Linked DNA regions of Mus musculus: region 2 is linked to region 1. The links are chromatin contacts, called in public Hi-C maps. All regions are on one chromosome and are shown on one strand. The core of a region is the stretch at or near the end of the contact, and the rest is flanking DNA. Distances in the headings are between cores, read along the strand shown. Region 1 holds the start of Hpgd (hydroxyprostaglandin dehydrogenase 15 (NAD)). Region 2 has its middle 77 kb from the start of 4930518J21Rik.

Region 1 (3,619 bases), core at 362-2,861:
TGAATGTTGGGACTGGGCATGACTGTCATTGAAACTAAATGATATAGTATCAATAAAACCATTCTCTGGCAAAGGATGTTCTATTATGACTTCTCTTAAAGATCTCTTCTACTCATAAAGGCTACCTCTACTATCGGACAGATTAGCATTTTCAGATGTTAATGATGTTCTCTTTAATCCAATTACCCCTATCTTAGGTCCACTGTCTTCTAATGGATCCGTCCATTTTTATTCATAGGGTATATTCTAAGATGTAAGAAACCTAAGATCTCAGGATTCCATTGATAGACACTGTAGAGCAGGTTGGGTTTGTATTCTGACTTCCAGATTAAAAAGGTGCCTACCGATTTACTTTGTTTATTTGAACAATGCCCTTTGAAACATCTTTTTTTTTTCTATATTTTCCTGGAGAAATTATCTTTAGGGAAATCCTTTGAGCCCTCTATACAGCCAGTGTGCATTGCTGATGACAATATTCTTCCTGACATTTCACAAGTAGATGGATCTATTTTAAGAGACCACAGAAAAACAGGAAAACATTGGGGAAAAGCGATAGAGCCTTTTCTTCTTTAATTCTAAAGAAGAAGAAATTTAACGCCATACAGTTATTATTTTAAGTGCCATCTTAGAGGGGAAACCGAGCAAAGATCTGGCTAAAAGCAATTGCTTTGCCTGTGACCATGACCTGGAACTTGGCGTCTGAAGTGTCTAAGCGAAAGGCACGCTGAGTTTGATTGTTATTGGAGAAGTCTTCCAGCTCTCTGAGAACTGCTTGCCATAGTTCCGCAGCCTGTCCCCCTCACTGGGTAATTAACTGTAGCAGCACTGTCTTCGAATACACAAAAGATTTGATTACATTCTGTGCTGCCAAGTGGCTAAAACAGAAGGATTTCTTAGGCAGTCCTGTCTTACTTTTTATGTCCATTGGGTTATCAGAAAGAAGCACAGAAATTCAAACTATCCATTGGAGTTAGAAGGTCACAGCTTCCCGTGAGAGAGCGTTGCTGGCTCTCAGCCTTGTCTGCTCCTACCTGGCAGTCAGGTTGCTGCTTGCACAAGGTGTGTTCCCGAGTCTATGGATTGATTCCCCAACGTCTTACCTCTCAGTTGTTTCTGGTCAGCCACATCACACTGGACGAACAGTGTCTTCTGAGGTTCGAACTGCTCATCTAGGGCAGCTTTACATTTTACACCTGCCTCAAGATTCCAATCCACCAATGCTACCTACAAACAAGAAAAGAGGGAGCGGGTCTCCTATGAAGGAAACAGCCGCCACCAAGCCACAGACACACAAGCAATGGATAAAAAAGACGCTCCCTTCTTAGACCTCAGAATGTGCTCATCCAAGTTCGGGTTCTCTGCCAGCAGCGTTGGAGGTCGGCTTGCGAGCCTGGGGCTCGGCACCCCAGGGGCTCCGGCGGCGTGTGGGTGGACACGGAGAAGTCCTTACCTTGGCGCCATGGAGCAGCAGAGCCTCAGCGAAGGCTTTGCCTATGCCCTGTGCCGCGCCGGTCACCAGAGCCACTTTGCCGTTCACGTGCATGGCGGGTCGCGTCTCTGCGGGTGGTGGGCGAGCTCAGAGTCTGGACGCCGCAGCAGCTTTTATAGCCCACTCCGTGCGCGTGTGCAGCGGCCCTAGGAGCTCTCTTGCCAGTGGGCGGGGATGAAACTGTCAAGCCAGCGCCTAGGAAACCGACATTGTGTCACCTGCCCCTGAGCACCAGGGTAGGGTCGGCGCACAAGGTGATCTTTGCCTTCTAGGCTTTCAGCTGTTGCAGATTCCCCAGCAGGAATTTTCCCCAAGCCTCTGGCTGCATGAACACAGTGAGCTAAGAGAGGAAAAGCTGAAAGGAAGGAAGACAAACTTTCTGGAAAAGTTTCTTGAACGACTCAAAAGTTAATCTTACAGGAGAGAAGAGAAGAGGCTTGGAAACTTGGATTTCTCCTCACAGCCTCAATAAATATTAAATTAAAAGCAAGCAAAAGAAGGAATCAAAAACAATATTTTAAGGGGCGTTGCTGTGCACGTGTGTGTGTGTGTGTTAAGCTTTTTCATAACTTCTCATTTCATAAACAAATATAGTTATGGGCTTGGGGTGAGTGAGGATAACGCTTTTATTTACTGACGTTTTGTACAAACAGTGAGCACAAGAGTTTAATTTTGCTCTGACTCCCAAAACCTGAATCGTGTTCCAACGCCAGAGTTTTAAGAATCTTCCTGGAGTTTCTGTCTCAGATCAGTGTCCATTGTGTGTCATATTGAACTGTCCTTAGTCATGCCAGCATCAGTGGTAGCCTTGCATATTGTGATTTTGATGGAAGTTTACTTGCTGGACCACCTTGGCTCCTATGGCTCAGTAATCCAGATTTGGTATTGAGGTCCCCAGACCTGCAGGAACTGGAGCCCTGACTTTATGCCAGGGTGACTGTTTGCCAGGACACGAGTCCACTGACTAAGTCCCTTTCTCACGTTCACAGCGGCAGGCTTCAAAGTGCGTTCTGTCAGTTTAATTCATTGGCATTTATTTTCAGGCACAAAGACATCTGAGCACGCGGGAAGCCCGAGATTAACAGCAGAATGAGTTCTTTGTGTACTTTGCCTGCTTAGTGAAGGAAGCCTTGGTGAATGTGCCCGGTTCCTCAGGGAAGTGTTTGGAGAGGCTGCAGAAAATACAGAGTTGGTGTTAAGCCAACTGGTTTCAAAGTTGCCTTGAAACTAGATCTTGAAAAAAAATGCTGAGAAGATAGGAACATATTTATATCCAGCATTGTACTGAGAAGGGGAAGTAGAGGCACTGTATTTTAATTTTTTCTTTATTCTAGAGAATTTCATGCACATATACAAGGAAATATGTCTTGCTCCCTCCAAGTTTCCTCAGATGCCCGAACAACCCCTCCTCTCTTATTGTTTTTTTTCTCCCAAGTAAACTGCTAAGTTCAGTTAGTCCTACCCGTATACATTTGGGTGTGGGACTCGTCACTGAAACTCACCAGTGGGTGTATGTAAGGGCTTGATGTTGAATGAGAACAGCAGAGACAAATAAGAAGAAGACAGGCAAATAACAGAAAGCCAGGGCTGAAGGCTTGAGAAAAAGAACACATCTTCACCAGGAAGGATTTGCCCAAAGCTAGAAAAACAAAGCAAAACAAACAAAACAAAAAACAAAAACAGCTACTGCACTATGAGTGAAGATGTCTGAAGAGCAGTGGCTTTGCAGCGCTCAACAGAGAGGAACCGTTCCAAAAGTCAAGTGGTCCCTAAAGCTTTGATGGAGATGAGCGCCACATTTGGCAAAAGGTTTTCAATCAGCTAGAGCAGTAATAGCCAGTATGAGTAAATTTAAAAGGCACAGCACCTGATGCGAAGTTTTAGGAGAAAGTGGCTGGTGAAGAGAGAGAGAGGTTGTTTTACTGTCAAGCCCATCATTATGGATCTAGGACCGGGTAGTCATTGGCGAGATTAGGAGGAGACTAAGTTTTCCTTTAAGAAAGGACAGGATTGGTTCAGACTAAAGAGACTGGTGTCATGAAAAAAAGAAAACAAAACCAAAACCAAACACCAAACAGCCAAACAGGAGTCTGAGGGTCTATGGTTGAGATTTCAGATGACGCGGAGGGT
Region 2 (3,635 bases), core at 893-3,392, 110 kb before region 1:
CCTCTCCTCTCTCTGCATTGCGTGTGTGTGTGTGTGTGTGTGTGTGTGTGTGTGTATGTGCAAGCATGTACACAATGTATGGGGAGGGAGAGGCCGACATGTCTGTGAGGAGAGTCTAAAAGAGGCTCTTAGACTGGAGTTGGAATTATAGATATTTGAGGGAACCTGACTTCGTGTCTAGATTCTGGGGTCTGAATTCCCCTATTCAGGGGACACACACATACATGATTTCCTCATGGTTGCAAAGCAATCAATTGCAGAGATGCTGAATCATCTTTCTGGCTTGAAAAGACACTATTTTTAAAGGATATATTTTAGTATTTCAGGCCTTTATTCAAGTAACTCACAAAGTAGAGGTTTAAAGGGCTTAAGACTAAGCCACACCAAATGTATTTTATTTGACTTTGCTCTCTGGCCCCTATTAAAGCAAATGTTTGAGATGGAACGTTAGGGTGTTGTGAATTTGGCAGTACTCCAGCCTGACTTTTAGCCTTTCCTATTTAACACATGCCCCCTTAAGAAATCTCCCATTTTATTCTGTCTGTCTGTCTCTACCTCTCCTGTCTCCAATCTGAGGTGGCCTTTTGTTCTCCCCCCCAACCCCCAATTAACCTCTTGCATTACATCTGTTGGGTGGTGTGATCTCCTTGAAGCACACCTTGGCCCCCAATCTGCCTAGGATACCTTTTTGTCACTTCACCTTAGCATAGGGCCTTTTGATATACTAAGCAAATAGTTTACCACTGATCTATACTTCCAGATCACCACATTTTAATTCTTTTTCAAAAGTATGAAAAAGACTGGAAGATTGGTACTTGCCTATAGTACCAGCTACAGGCTTAAAGGAAGTTTATATGCACAAGACCTACTTGTTTTCTAGGTAGTTCAGGGTCAGCCTGGACAACTTATGTGATCTTATTTCAAACTCTAATTTAAAAAGAGCAGGGTGTGTTTGAGAAATAATGCCAAGGATAAACTACTTGTTAGGTGAGTGTAAGGACTGAAGTTTAAATTGCCAGCAGTCGTGCCAAGGCTAGGGCAAGCAGGTCCCTAGAGCAAGCTGGGGTAGCAAAAATCAGGAAGTCTGGGCTCAACAAGAAACATGCTTCAATAAACTAGAGCAGGATCAAGAATGACGACAGGCATCAACTTAAGCTCTTTGTATGCATTGCACATTCACATATGTATATCTGCACATGCACATAGGAACATACAGGAGCATGAACAAAAATTTATAATTTTACCAGTGGATTTTAGTTGCTTCACATTCTTAAAACATCTATATATTCATACTTTCTGTATGAATATATCACTTATTTTTACAAAATGATATTTTGTATTTTATTAAGTGTTTTTGCCCAGTGATTAAATGTAAAATAAATTATAGTGTATTTCAATTCATATTATTAGTTTTATTATATAAAGTTTTACGTTAAAATTTTCCTTTAGTTTACTTTGAAATGCTTTTGAAATGAACATGATATTGTTTGGGAATTAGACTTACTTGAGTAAATATTTGAGCCAGGAGGAACCCTTGATCATAACAACCCAGATGGGAAATGACCAAAGGCAGTCAGCTAGATGAACTTTGAAGTGTTCATTTCTACTTTTATAATTCATAGAAGGTGCCTAGGGATGTTGTGGTCCTTAATCCTTAATTTACTTCAAATAAGACTTTGCTTTTAGAAGATTCTGGTAAGACTAATATAGTAGTTAAAAATTCAGCCCCAGCAACTAGCCATTAACTTTAAAGTTGATCATATGTCAAAACAGGAGTAAACAGTGTGTTAGATTAGCTCACAAAGGCCATCTTCTGATGCCTTGACTCAGAATTCTCACATCATTAAATGTCCTGGTGGGAGGGGGAGGGTGGAGGGTGGGGTGGAGGGGCAAGTGTCTCTCTTTGAAATACAGTCTCTCTCAGAATATATTGCGAGTCACTTATTAGTTTAACAAATTCAACCAACATCAACATTCCAAATCACTACCAATTCGCTGTCTTCAAAATGATTTAATCATTAACTTCAAAAACTAAAGGAAAGGTTCACAGCAGTTAGGATTTTGTTTGATCCTTTAATCTGTGGTACAAAATGTCTTAATAGAAGTGGTTTGCCCAGGTAGGCTGGCAGAAGACTTTTATTGCTTTATTCACTTTACCTGTGTATTTGCTAGGACCATGTTTTATTGGCCTGTTTCTAAACTCTCCCACTCCCTGCCCAGAGGCTGGAATTTTGGAGCTAACATGAACATCCCATAATTTTAGAAATATAGAAGCTACATTCTGAAAGATTTTTTTTTCCTTTAGGGGATTTCTTTTCATTATGGAAAGTATTCCACAATGGTAATGAATTAACAAGAGTAATCTACTCTTCAACACTTAGGAGAGAATCAGTCTTTCCTGGGGATGATCCCTTTAATTGTTTATCCTAAAAAAGTGGTCAATCCAGAAATCATACACACACACACACACACACACACACACACCAAAAACAAACTCAGTAGATTGTATTTATATATTTATGCATTTATAGTAAAATGTAATAATAATAATAATACCATCAATTTGAGAAGTGGGGGTAGTTTGGGGAGAGAAAAGGGAAAGGAAAGAAATATTTAGTTGCATTTTCATTAAAAATTAATTTAATCAAATTAAGAATAAGATACAGCAGAAGTGATAGGTTTGGAGCACCTGGAAATGCAGCCTTTTTTTTTTTTTTGGAAGACATATCCCCAAATATAGGTGAACTGATAGAAGAACTAGAGTAAACTAGCTCTAACTGATAACTGAATGAGATAAAAATGCCATGTCGCTTCCCTAATTTCTTTTGAAATTAACTTTTATATATTTTATTAGCATACCTTATTATATACAATAGTGAGATGCCTTATGACATTTTATATATGAATACAATGTATTTTGATGATATTCACTTTCTATTACCCCTTTTTTCTTCCACTCTCATTACCTCTTTAATTTCTTTTTATTGGTTTGGAGTCACAACATGGCCTATTCTATTGCTTAAAAGATAGGGCAGAGTTAGTTGCATCAGAGTGCAGTAATCTAGTATGAGAGTTTTAGTTAGGGTTTCTATTAGTGCTATAAAACACCATGGTCATAAACAACTTGACAATGAAAGAGTTTTTTTTTTTCCATTTATAATTCAAAAGTCACATTCCATTGCTGAAGGAAGTCATGCTAGGAACAAAAACAGAGCAAAAATCTAGAGATAGGAACTGGTACAGAAGTCATGAAGGAGTGCTGCTTCCTTACCTTGCTCCCCAGGGCTTGCTCAGCCTGCTGTCTTACAGCACCTAGGACCACCTGCCTAAGGACGGCACCACTCCCTGTAGGGTGGGCCCTCTCATCAAGAAAATGCACCACATGCTTGCCCGCAGACTAATTTGGTGGAGGTATTTTTTTTTTCAACTGAGATTCCATCTTCCAAATGTGTCAAATTGACATAAAATGTAGCCAACACAAAAGGTGAAAATAGCAGATAACTATCCTAAAGATCAGCTGTTGGAACACCAAAGAGATCTTTAACTACAAGCTTTTCTTCCCACATGTTTTGTTCCCAGAAATAAGAACTCTTGAGACTAATTATTTATTAATAAATGCTTAGACCATAAGTTTC

What was found. A called contact is a pair of places that touch in the nucleus more often than the background predicts.
Region 2: a Hi-C map of liver shows a contact between it and region 1, with 3 times the contacts expected there. The contact joins the enhancer-like site here to the promoter of Hpgd in region 1. A contact is called at or near these places in 6 of 39 promoter capture datasets (the 3T3-L1 cell line, 3T3-L1-derived adipocytes, the C10 cell line and 3 more), 3 of 484 Hi-C or Micro-C datasets (adipose-derived mesenchymal stem cells, liver and ventricular fibroblasts), 2 of 115 datasets of contacts at active chromatin or transcription factors (embryonic stem cells and microglia) and 1 of 9 other capture datasets (liver).

What each region holds. Positions count from the first base shown.
Region 1 is chr8:56,292,544-56,296,162 of GRCm38.p6, reverse strand. Hpgd (hydroxyprostaglandin dehydrogenase 15 (NAD)) reads right to left here and starts at 1,611. Exons shown (of 7, transcript NM_008278.2): 1 at 1,451-1,611; 2 at 1,101-1,224. The coding sequence starts at 1,543.
Region 2 is chr8:56,405,943-56,409,577 of GRCm38.p6, reverse strand. No RefSeq gene overlaps it. Among named protein-coding and RNA genes, the nearest start is that of 4930518J21Rik, 77 kb to the left of the region's middle. Within about 2 kb of position 2,142, at least 7 of the 459 cell types and tissues checked have an H3K27ac peak or open chromatin away from gene starts, as enhancers often do. A contact at or near this core is called in liver, where this site is marked.